4 separate regions of the Mus musculus genome follow, and regions 2, 3 and 4 are each linked to region 1. A link is a contact called in public HiChIP or PLAC-seq and promoter capture Hi-C data. All regions are on one chromosome and are shown on one strand. Each heading gives the region's core, a stretch centred on a gene start, on an enhancer-like site or on the middle of the called end of the contact. The rest is flanking DNA. Distances are from core to core; before and after follow the strand shown. Region 1 holds the start of Oasl1 (2'-5' oligoadenylate synthetase-like 1). Region 2 holds the start of Cabp1 (calcium binding protein 1). Region 3 holds the start of Fam222a (family with sequence similarity 222, member A). Region 4 holds the start of Rnf10 (ring finger protein 10).

The links. Promoter capture Hi-C pulls out the DNA fragments that hold promoters and counts their contacts. HiChIP or PLAC-seq counts read pairs in DNA pulled down with a chosen protein or histone mark.
Region 2: a contact with region 1 is called in a promoter capture Hi-C map of the SN4741 cell line, with 3 times the contacts expected there. The contact joins the promoter of Cabp1 here to the promoter of Oasl1 in region 1. A contact is called at or near these places in 11 of 39 promoter capture datasets (the 3T3-L1 cell line, the C10 cell line, the HPC-7 cell line and 7 more), 1 of 484 Hi-C or Micro-C datasets (bone marrow-derived macrophages), 4 of 115 datasets of contacts at active chromatin or transcription factors (bone marrow-derived macrophages, embryonic stem cells, memory CD8 T cells and 1 more) and 3 of 9 other capture datasets (adipose tissue, liver and pancreatic islet).
Region 3: an HNF4G HiChIP or PLAC-seq map of pancreatic cancer cells shows a contact between it and region 1. The contact joins the promoter of Fam222a here to the promoter of Oasl1 in region 1. A contact is called at or near these places in 1 of 39 promoter capture datasets (the SN4741 cell line) and 1 of 115 datasets of contacts at active chromatin or transcription factors (pancreatic cancer cells).
Region 4: a contact with region 1 is called in a promoter capture Hi-C map of liver, with 2.7 times the contacts expected there. The contact joins the promoter of Rnf10 here to the promoter of Oasl1 in region 1. A contact is called at or near these places in 15 of 39 promoter capture datasets (the 3T3-L1 cell line, the C10 cell line, the HPC-7 cell line and 10 more), 1 of 484 Hi-C or Micro-C datasets (CD4 T cells), 3 of 115 datasets of contacts at active chromatin or transcription factors (bone marrow-derived dendritic cells, large pre-B cells and memory CD8 T cells) and 3 of 9 other capture datasets (adipose tissue, liver and macrophages).

What each region holds. Positions count from the first base shown.
Region 1 is chr5:114,921,739-114,924,694 of GRCm38.p6, reverse strand. Oasl1 (2'-5' oligoadenylate synthetase-like 1) reads right to left here and starts at 1,455. Exons shown (of 6, transcript NM_001359945.1): 1 at 1,086-1,455. The coding sequence starts at 1,283. It overlaps Gm13822 (predicted gene 13822), which reads left to right and starts at 2,434. Exons shown (of 2, transcript NR_166682.1): 1 at 2,434-2,644.
Region 2 is chr5:115,192,943-115,195,716 of GRCm38.p6, reverse strand. Cabp1 (calcium binding protein 1) reads left to right here and starts at 1,336. Exons shown (of 6, transcript NM_001310712.1): 1 at 1,336-2,063. The coding sequence starts at 1,470. It overlaps Gm35515 (a long non-coding RNA gene), which reads right to left and starts at 1,379. Exons shown (of 3, transcript XR_387599.4): 1 at 827-1,379.
Region 3 is chr5:114,566,732-114,569,574 of GRCm38.p6, reverse strand. It overlaps Fam222a (family with sequence similarity 222, member A), which reads right to left and starts at 1,324. Exons shown (of 3, transcript NM_001004180.1): 1 at 1,151-1,324.
Region 4 is chr5:115,271,515-115,274,265 of GRCm38.p6, reverse strand. Rnf10 (ring finger protein 10) reads left to right here and starts at 1,371. Exons shown (of 17, transcript NM_016698.2): 1 at 1,371-2,009. The coding sequence starts at 1,853.

The DNA of each region.
Region 1 (2,956 bases), core at 206-2,705:
TGCCCCACCCCCTTCCAGGGTCTGTTGAACCTGTGATCCTTAGCTCAGCTAGGGGGTAGGGGTGGCAGTTGGAAGAAGGATTTAAGGAGGAAAAAAAAATATTAGTGAGAAACTTGGGTCACCGTTTGAGTAGCCGGGTTCAAATCCCAGCTCTGACGTCAGCAGTTACATCTCTGAACAAGCCCAATGGCTACTCTCAGCCTCCATTTTAAGAGTCTTTCAGTTATCAAAATATTAAAACGTGGAAAAAATTAGGAAGAAGATACCATCCAGGCAGCCAGCACATCTAAACTTGCCACATCGGTGACTGTCTTTCTTTTGTACATGCTAGGCTTTCACTCTAGCCTTGAGCCACATCCACAGATCCCGCATTTGTGTCATCTCAATCACTTTAAAGTGAGTAGCGGACAGCAAGGAGCTTTGCCCCAATACAGCATAGCATGTGTCCCCCTAAAGAGAGTTCCCCACCCCAGTAGGTGCGATTTAACTTGACAAACGGCAGTTTTCTTACCAAAATGCAGGTCATATTAAACATTTACCACTCATCCCCAAACTCACACTCTCTCTGTGTCTCTGTCTGTCTGTGGTGTGTGTGTGTGTGTGTGTGTGTGTATGTGTGTGTGTGTGTGTGTGTTGTTCTGTGATATGTAACCTAGGCTGTGAACCAACCATCCTCTTGCTTCTCTACCTCCCACATGCTGGGGTTGCAAGAATGGGCCCCCAAGTCAGGCTCTCAAAAATTGTTATTTACAAATTACATGTCAGGATCCAACTAGAGGCCTTGCATTGCATGTGGTCACTGTAGCTCTGACATTGTGGAGCCTTTGTTAGGCTCATCTGTAAAATGGGACAAGAATGGTATCTATCTCTCAGAGTATAAGTTTTAATGATAGAATATGCAGGCTTTCCCTACCATTTTCTCCAGAGGTGGTCTTTTATTATCTTCTTTAGTAGTTCATTCTGCTCAAGGCTCGCGGGGCTGTCTCGAGATGTCAGAAGCGTGAACTAGGGATCACGAGGCGAGGGGACTCCCTGGCACTGGGGTTTGCCCTGTCCTGGCTGGGAATGGTGAAGTCCAGTCTTACCTTGAGTACCTTGAGCACGCGCACATCCCGAGCCGGGCCACGATCTTCACGGAAATTCTCCTGCCTCAGGAACTGCTCCACTGTCTGCACGGTCTCCAGGACCTCTTCTTTCCACTCTCTGGTTGGCTGCAGCCACTGAGCCACAAAGGAGTCCAGCTTGGAGGCCGGGAAGCCGTACAGCTCCTGGGCGACTGCCATGGCTACAAACTGACCGTCAGCTACCTCAGGCAGGCGCAGGGCTATATAGCCAAGCACCCATCCAGCTGCCGGTACTCACCTCCTCCTTTTTTAAGGCGGCTCCTTTCCAGCTGACCTCTGGCACCCAATGGCGGAAAGGGGGGTGAAGAGAGAAGCTTGGGAGCATGGCTCTATGGGGGGGTCCCCTCCTTGGAGATTTATTGTCATGGTAGGTGTGCCGAGGGACCAGAGGCTGGGGTTGGCCGGTCTGGACCGCCTTAACAGGGTTGGCATGGGGCCAACTTTTGTGCTGTTAAGTTTCGATTCTCAACATTTGTAGTTTCTCTTTTGTGACGTTTGTAAACTGAAATTGGCTTGAGTCTGACCTTCCAGAGACACCTTGTCTGGATGACTTAGGCCAACTGCCCCGACCCGTCATAGGGAAACTGAGGTTTGGAAAGAGAAAGAGCCTAGTCATGGCTGTGGTAAGGAATGAGGAATCTGGAATCAGAAGGACACTTTGAGGTTGTCAGATGCTTTTTCTTTATTTTATTTCAAAGAATTATTATTATATTTATATAAAAGTTAGTATATTTCATTTAAAAGATTTAAATTTTTATTTATATTTTATTTACTTTATATTTACATATATTTATATGAGAAAATTATATTTATGTATTTTGGGTTTTTTTTTAGGAGGGGGACGCATGTCATGGCACAAATGTGGGGGTCAGAGTAAAACCTGCAGGGGCCTGTTGTCTGCTTCCACCGCACGTGGATTTTAGGACCCATACTTGGGTCATTAGGCGTGGCAATATGGTGTGAAACGAGGAAAAGAGAAACTCATATGGTAGGACATGAAATATGGCGAGAAACACTGAAAAACGTGCAAAAAGAGAAACACACGGTAGGACCTGGAATATGGCGAGAAACAGTGAAAAACGTGAAATATGAGAAATACACACTGTAGGACCTGGATTGTGGCCAGCCTGGTCTACAGAGTGAGTTCCAGGACAGCCAGGACTACACAGAGAAACTCTTATCTCATAGAAACAGGAAACAAAACATCTTGAATGTGTTTGCATTTAAGCACGCAAACACCACACACACAGTCTCAATAAAACGTTTTCAAAGCCAAAACAACCCAAATGAAGGTGCCTCTAACAGAGATCGTTACAGACATGAGACCTAGCAGGGGCTGTGTAGAGAAGTGGGTGGAGCCGGGCTCTGAGGTAGTTAAAGATTCAGAGCTGGGGTTGCTGAAAGAGTTCAGCAAAGCAGAACGAGGAAGAGCAGGAGGGTGAAGGAAAGGAGAACGTTCTGGAAGCCAAGTGATAATGCTGTTTGACAAAGAGGAAGTGGCTCACTAAGTCACATGTCAGGTGAGCCCGTTCAGCCTCCTTCCCAGGGTGAATCAGAAGCGTGGCGTGCAGAGAACTTAGAACCTAGCATGATCGCTCTGCCACCTTCTGTACTAAAGATAGACGGCAGCAATGCTACAGGCAGGGAGATGGGTCTGACACCGTGTGGCGGTCCATGCAGGATGCAGCAGTGAGCGGGCTGTGGTGGCACAGGCCTTTAATCCCAGCCCTAGGGAGGCAGAGGCAGGTGGATCTCTGTAAGTGTGAAACCAGACTGGTTGATACGGTGAATTCCAGGTCAGCTGAGGCTGCGTAATGAGACCTGTCTATAGA
Region 2 (2,774 bases), core at 87-2,586, 270 kb before region 1:
ATTTATTTATATGACAGGGTCTCATGTAGCCCAGCCTGGCCTGGAACTCGTTATTCTAACCCTCCTGTTTGCTTCTCCCAAGGGATTTCAGACATGTGCCACCACACCCAGATCCCCCCCCCAAAACACACACACACACACACACACACACACACACACACACGAGTTAGAATAGTTAAACAGAGTCTTACTCTGAAGCCTCAAGTTTATAGCAATTCTGGTTCCTCCACCTACCACATGCTGGAATTGCAGGCCCATGCCACCACGTCCAGATCTTTCTTTTTTTGCACATGCATAGGTAGAAATACACCATGCAAAAAAGAGGGTCCTCCTCGAAGCCCCGTGATATTGGGAGTCTGCCCATCTATCCTAATGAGGCTAAGCAGTGAGCAGGTTGTAAGGGACAGAGGATGGGCAGAGAACAGGGAGGCCCTCGCCTCCAAATCTTAACGTCCCTACTACTAAGCACCTTGGTACAAGGGGGCCTCAGGAGGTGCAGACTGGAGAGAAGCTGCTAAATGAGTGTGTGCCCTGTGCCAGCTCCCTCCTGCTGGAGTCTTTCTTGAGCACCAGGAAATCTTGTGTCGCCACGAAATCAGTTTGGGAAGAATCATTTGCATTTCACTGAAGAGGGGAAACCGGCTCAGGGAGGCTGATGACACTTGCCCAAGCTTCCCAGATGGCAAGCTGCAGAGCTGGGATTTGAGATTGAAACCAGCACAGTGTGACTTCCTGGATGCTTACCAAGGGCAGGAGTCCTCTCTCTAACAACTAGAAGGGCAGGAGGTGGTTCGATGGAGAAACAAGCATAGCCAACGTGTCCTACCTGGAACTTGACCACCACCAGGCACTTCCGGGACAGGTAGCTGCAGCCAGATGCCACCTGGCTCCTCTTCTGTTGTGTCAACTGTAAATTCCGTGGCTGACTTGCTCGGGGCAATCCTAGTCCGGTGTACTCTATGGAAGGTGGATGGACGAGGCATGGATACACTCCTAGCTTTATCCTTCCAGGTCATCTGGCTCCTGCGTTTGTCTGGATGGTGTCACAGAGTGCCTGCATCCTAGCTGAGTCTCTAGCGTCCTGCACCCCTTTGGTCCTATTGCCAAAGTTGTTCTCTCTGGAAAGTGCACCCTTGCTTGACTTTGGGGTGAGGGGGGGGCGACCGGCCGATCCTGGGCATGGAGGGATCCTCTGGGCGTGATAAGGGGCTCCGCCAGTCTCCTTGGGGGAGGTTAGCCAGCCCCTTCCCTCGTGCTCACATTCAGTGCCGCAGCGCCCCCTTGGCCACCAGAGGCGCCCGGAAGCGGGACTCCCCGAGCGCTGGGCGGGGCGAGGGGCGGGGCGCGGCGGCACCTGGGCCGCGGGAGAGCCGGGGGTGGGCTCTCGGGGGACAACCAGCTGCCCCCCCAGATCTGCAGCGCCGGCCGCCGGGAGCTCGAGGCTCCAGGCGCAGAGGCTGCGCTGTCACATGGGCGGCGGCGACGGGGCCGCATTTAAGCGGCCAGGGGACGGCGCCCGCCTGCAGCGCGTCCTCGGGCTTGGCTCCCGCCGGGCGCCCCGCTCTCTGCCCTCCGGGGGCCCCGCACCACCCCCGCCGGGCCATGCGAGCGCGGGCCCCGCCGCGATGAGCTCGCACATTGCCAAGAGCGAGTCCAAGACGTCGCTGCTCAAGGCGGCGGCGGCGAGCGGGGGCAGCCGGGCTCCCCGCCACAGCTCTGCGCGGGACCCCGGGCTGCGTGGCCGCCGGCTGCCCGGTCCCTGCCCCGGCTCGCCTCCACCGTGCGGGGACCCCAGCTCGCGGAGGCCCCTGTGCCGGCCCGTGCCGCGGGACGAGGGCGCGCGCGGGAGCCGGCGTGGGCTGCCCCAGGCGCACTGCAGGCCCCGGGAGACGCTACCGCCGGCCCGCGGGCGCGATGGGGAGGAACGGGGGCTGGCGCCAGCGCTCGGTCTACGGGGCTCCCTGCGATCGCGGGGTCGCGGGGACCCGGCTCCTGCTGGCACCCCCGAGGCGGACCCGTTCCTCCACCGGCTGCGCCCCATGCTCAGCTCCGCCTTCGGCCAGGTAAGGGCCGCGCCCCTCGCCCGCGCTCCGGGCACCGGCGCTCGGGACCCTACGGCGGCGGCGCGTCCCCGGTTCTGCTCGCTCTGCCCAGTCGGGGTGCACCTTGGCTCATCCTGTCCTCCCGCGGCCCTGGCGCTCCGCCACCCCCGTGTCTGATTCAGCACCCTGTGCGCTGTCCACACTTCGGGCCTCTTCCTGGGCGCCGCTCAGCTGAGCCTGCCTCGCACCTGCAAGAGCGACCTCCGCAATCCTCCGGGAGATTTTCCAGGGTCGTGAGCAGCGCTTGGAGCAGGCGGCGCCAACCTTCTCCTCTCTCTGGCCTCTGGCGACCCAGAGGAGCGAAGGGCTTGGAGTCTGAGCGGCAAAGGGGGAGGGCCTGGGAGTACAGCGAGTTGCTTGTGGATGATTTATACTAGCCGTGACTTAGAGTGTCCTCAAAGGTCTGGGAAAGTTAGGGGATTGGAAAAATGGGGAGGAGAAGAGATGTCTGGACAGGCATGAAGGGTCTGTCCAGAGCTACGGCTCCATCTAGAACTTGAGAGTGTTTTCAAGGAAGATGGTATTCCAGGGATGCTATCTGAATGGCAGTTAGGCAATTGTGGGATAAGACCCAGAAAATCCAAGCCTGGGTTGGTGTGCCTTTTAGGGTTAGGAAGGCCACTAAGAGGTCATTGGTGACTCATTTTTGTCCCTCGCACGCCTTTGCCCGCA
Region 3 (2,843 bases), core at 75-2,574, 350 kb after region 1:
ATCCCCCCTGGCCTGGTATTTGCTTAATGAGCATCTATTACACTGCTTGTCAAAGTCATCTTAAATGACAGAAGGGGAACAGCTAAGGCAGGAGTCCCAGCTGGACCATGGCCCCTTACCTTGAAGAGCAGGGGAGTTCCCTGAACTTACACAGACAGACAGACAGACAGACAGACAGACACACACACACACACCAGGAAGGTCCTGGCTCCCCTCTCTCTCTGGCTCAGGCAGGACATTCACCTTTTCAAGAGAAGCCTGTTTGAAGGCTGAAGCCCACATTTTTCTGGGGACCCTGGGAACTCCAGTTGCTGGCTGGGTACATGGTAGGGTTCATGGGGACCTCCTTTTAAGCATCCTGCTTAAAAGTAAGAGGTTGCTCTGTTTGGGAGTCTGGGAGACTCCAGACACTGCAGGAGACATAGGCAGAGTTCTGAACACCTGTCCTCAGGGGCAGGGACAGCTGGCACTGCCTGCCTCCCTCCCCCACCTCGAGTGGGGATTTAGGTCATAAGATTGCGGCCGGGGAGGACAGGGAGTTGGCCTTCACCTTCTACTACACCAAGGCATTCGGCCTTGGCCATTCTGGCTCCACTCAAAGCCAGCTGTGTTGTCACAATTCTGGTGACATCAAAGGTCGGGCAGTGATGTCACATGCAGCCCATTGGAACATGCTGTCTTTGTGAGTTATTTGTAACAATAGACACACAAATGTCTTGCCTGGAAAGACACCATCCTCAGACATGAAGTTTTGGGACTCCCTGTCTCTGAGCTCTGTCTCTTTAAGATCCCAAAGGTGGTTTTGTAGACCCCCTCCATGCTGGCCAACCCTGGCTGCCCCCAATCAATCTTTACAAAAGTACAAGATTCCCTAAGAATCTCCAGAGGACAGGGCCACCACCTTTGTTAGCTTCATGGGTGGGGTGCCTTTCCTCTGACAAATACCGATGTCAGTAGAATACCCACGAGGGTCCACAATCTCCACTCCAGCCAGTCCAAATAAGTTGTGTGGGCAGGACAAGGGTGGACAAGTAGCATTGCTGTCTCTGGGCACCCAACAACCTAGGGCCCTTTTAGGGCCAGTCCAGGTTGCCAGGTTGCGAGGAGCTGTCCCCAGCTCAAACCCAAAATTCTGCACCCCGCAACTCACCGTATCAGGCAGTCGGACGAAGGGCACCAAATCTCAGAGGCCACGACGCTCCGATCTGCGGGTTGCGGCCATGCAGGGGTGATAAAGATTGCTGGAGAAAGGCCCCCTTAGGGGGCCGATGTCTTTCTTCGTATGGAAAGGGGAGCCGTCGGTGAGGGCGATCCCTGCGTCCGGAAGCGCCGTCCGAAGTCGGAAAAAGGTTTTTTTTTCCCCCCTCTCAGTACCCGTCGCGTCCGCCTGGGACCCCGGCCGCTCGCGCGCTCAGGCGGCGCATCCTCGCAGGAGACTGTGCTCCATACGTCCGGCGGGAGGCGCTGCGCCTCCCTTCGGGGCCCGGCTCACCGCTGCAGCTCTGCCCGCGCCTCTCCCAGGGCGCCCTCTCCGTCCGCGCTGGGAGGCCGGCGGCCGCGGCCCCTCTCGCCAGCCCCAGCTGCAGCCTGTCTTTGTTGCTTCCTCTCGCTTGCCCTCCCGCCCTCGGCTTGCAGCTCCCGGCTTTGCTCAGAGGTGGAGAGTCCGTCTCCTCGGAGGGTTGCACGCACCTGCAGCGGCCCGGGCTCCTCGCCCGGCGTGCACCGGCCCCCGCAGGTTGCAGAGAGCAGCGCCGAGAATGAGCCGGCCCCTCCTCCTCCTGCTCCGAGCTCCGGGTGTGGGGGGAGGGGAAGCCGGCGAGCAGCGGCAGTGGCAGCCGCAGCGAGCGGCAGAGACTGGGATGTAGCCTCGCGGGCCTTGGCGCTGAGGACCAGCAGATCCAGCAGGCGCAGGGCAGACTCGGGGATGGAGAGCCGTGCACCCGGTATGGTGCTCGAGCGCCGCAGCAGCGGTCGGCGCACAGGTCTCTCCCGTGCCCGTGGCCCGGGACGGTTCGCGGGGCTCCCGGAGCCGCAACCTCGCGCTGCCCAGCACCCTCGCCTAGCCTCGGGCCCGGCTCTTCGCCCGGCCTGGCCGGCGCGCGCAGCCTCTTCGCAGAGCTGCCGGCCCGGCAATGCTGCCCGCTGCTCCGCTCCGGCACGACTGACAGGCGCGGGCGCCCGCTCCTGCCGCTGCGTCTCACCCCCGGTCCGCCCCCCGCGTTACGGCCCAATCAGCTGCAGCCGAGAGGCGGTTACCACGGTGACGCGGCGCCGCGTCCTCCGCGAGGCGGGGCTGGGGGCCGCCACGCGCGCTTTTCGCGGCAAAATTCAAAGGCCGGCAGGGCGGCTCTCCAACCTTTTTCCCCAAGCGGGGATGAGGCGGGTCCTGCTCCTAGAGGACTACAACTCCCGGCTTGCTGCGAGCCTAAAACAGGCGAAGGAGTCCCGATTGGAAGGGCAAGGCATGCTGGTTGTTGTAGTCCCTTTGTCGAAGACCTAAAGGGTTGAAAGCAGGTAATCCTATTCACTGAGTACCTGTTTGAGGGTAGGTACTATGCATTATTCCGTTTACTCTTGGAACAGGCCCTATGAGGAGTGTGTTAAAGATAGTAAAAATAGGTTGGGGTGACACCAAATGGTAAAGGGTGCGGTTTGCAAGACCCAACATCAAACCTTGGGACAACCTAAACACACACACACACAGAGCAAAGTGCATACTACACTTAAATTTTTCAAAACTGTGAGATTGGCTTTATGGCCTACATTTTACAGAGGAGAACACTGATATTTGACACTTGTTCTCAGTTTACGGACAAAACTAAGACGTGAAGCTTCCCGATTGC
Region 4 (2,751 bases), core at 122-2,621, 350 kb before region 1:
TCCCAAGTGCTGGGATTAAAGGTGTGCGCCACCACTGCCTGGCTTGGCCCGCACATTCTTGTTCCTTTCCCATTTATGATACTGAGGATCAAATCAGAACTTTGCCCATGCAAGGGCCCTGTGACTACACTACACTGTCTGCTTTTATTCTTTTTCTCTCTTATAAGGAACATGGTCTCACTATGTAGCACATGCTAGCCTTACACTCTGCACTTCCTGTCTCTGTTTATTTATTTATTTTTTTGAGACAAGGTTTTTCTGTGTAGCCCCAGCTGACCTGAAACTTGCTCTGTAGACCAGGCTGGCCTTGAACTCAGAGATCCACCTGCATCTGCCTCCTGAGTGCTGAGATTAAAGATGTGCACCACTGGCATCCGTCTTCTGTCTCTGCTTCTTGAGTATTAGTGATACAGGCATGAGCCACTCTAGTTCTCCTACATACACGATTGCTAAAATTCCACTCATCGGCTAGATGAGGTAGTAGCTTAGAGGTAGAAAACTAGATTGTGAGCATGGAGCTCTGGATTTGATCCCTAACAGCCCCCCCCCCCCAAATTCCATTCGTCCTGTGTGTGTCACATGACACAGCATTTCTAAGAAGTCCTCTTTTATCCCTCTCAAGCTGGGATGCTTTTCTATTGAAACGTGTTTGATTAGCATCTCCTTACTTAACTGTACTATGTTGTTTCTCTTTGTTGGTGTTTCGAATGTTGCTTCTTACCGATCTTTATATATGAATGTGGCATGCATACGTGTATGAAAAATCTTACACGTATGCACAGGTGTACATGGAGTTCTGAGGCTGCCATTGAGTGTTTTCCTCCAAGACTCTCCACATTCTTCACAGAATGGCTAGGTAGACTCACCATTTGAGCTAGTCTGGCTAGCCAGTTTGTTCTGGGAATTTCCAGATCTCTTGTCTCCGGTGCACCGGAATTGCAGGTGGGCCATCACACTCCACTTGGTTTTCTAAAAAATTTTGTGTATGGGTGTTTTGTCTATATGAGTATGTCTGTATACCACGTGTTTGCTTGGTATTGTAGGAGGCCAGACACCCACACATCTTTTTTTTAAAAAAAGAAAAAAATCCAAGCACTGGCGAGGAATATCTGTGAATTGGAAGCCAGACTGTTGCACACAAAGAGTTCAGGTCCCGTTAGGACTACAAAATGAAACATTGTCTCAAAAAGAAGGAACCCGCTAGGGAGGCGGGAAGGAAAAGAAACCTCGAACAGGGAAGAGAGAAAAAAAGCATTGGCAGGCACAAGCGGTCCCTCCCCTAGGACCCGGATGTAGGTAAAAGACTACACTTCCCAGAATGCACCACGCCCGCCTGGCAACTATATAAATAGTCCATCCGGGTTCTTGGAGATGCTGTTTGGCGACTCGTCGCCATTCCCGGAGCAGCTCGGCCTCGGCCCAGAGGCGAGTGTCGGTCGCTGTGTCGGAGACCCCGGTCCCCGGCACCGAGACAGCCAGCCCTCTCTCCTGCCCCGCGGCGGGAGAGCGTGTCCGGCCGGCCGGCGGGGCTCGCGACCCTCCCGCGCCTCCCTTTCCCCCGCAGCCTCTGCCCCGCCAGGCCCGGCCCGGACCTCCGAGCCCCGGCCTCCTCCTCCTCCTCCTCCTCGTCCTCGTCCTCCTCTTCGGTCACCGCCGCCTCTGGGCCCCACAACCCCACCTTGCCGCTTCTCCTTCCATTTTGAGAAGCTGAGGAAGGAAACAAGGAAAAATGTCGCCATGAAGGCCGAGAACCGCTGCCGCCGCCGACCCCCGCCGGCCCTGAACGCCATGAGCCTGGGTCCCCGCCGCGCCCGCTCCGCTCCGACCGCCGTCGCCGCCGAGGCCCCCTTTGATGCCGCAGAGCTCCCCCAGCGCCGCCGCCACCGCCTCCGACATGGACAAGAACAGCGGCTCCAACAGCTCCTCCGCCTCCTCGGGCAGCAGCAAAGGGCAACAGCCGCCCCGCTCCGCCTCGGCGGGGCCGGCCGGCGAGTCTAAACCCAAGAGTGGTAAGAGCCGGCGGGTCTGCCGGGTCACTTGGGGGAGGAGGGACAAACGACCCACCTTCCGCTTGCACTGACATCCAGTATTTACGGTTAAGCCGATCTGCGCTGCGTGGTTAATTTGGGCCCTTGCATTCATATTCAAAACAGCTGGCTGAAGTAGGCGCTATTCTTAGCCCCATTTTGCAGATGAGGGATCTGAGATTTTGGAAAGGGTTAAGGTCATCCAGGTGGCAAGCACCTCACAGAAGGCCTCAAGACCTGGCTTTGTGTGACTCACCGTCGGTCCAGGCTCTAAAACAATTGACTTTGTTTTCTCTTCTAGTGTCGGATTAGCTTTGGGTGGCATTCAAGTTTGAATAAGAGAGGGTGAGGCCCGAGGATTTTCAGACTTAAATCTGGCACCGGGTCTGCTCCTCTGTTTAAGAGGACTCATGTTGGGATGGCGTTGCTCGGCGTGATAGTAAAGCATGCAGACCCTGCATTCAGTTCATTTAGGTTCAGTCCTTGAGTTTGCTAATACACACTATTAAGTAAATGGGCTAAGCGCTTAGAGTACTTGACAACTTTTTGCCTAAATATTATGCCTGTTTGTGTGCGGTAGGTTATATGGGCTTGGCTTTCATGGTGTGTGTGTGTGTGTGTGTGTGTGTGTGTGTGAGAGAGAGAGTGATGTGTGTAGTCAGGCTTCTTAGTATTACTATAACATAATAATAATGATATTATTATAATAATATAATAATACTAC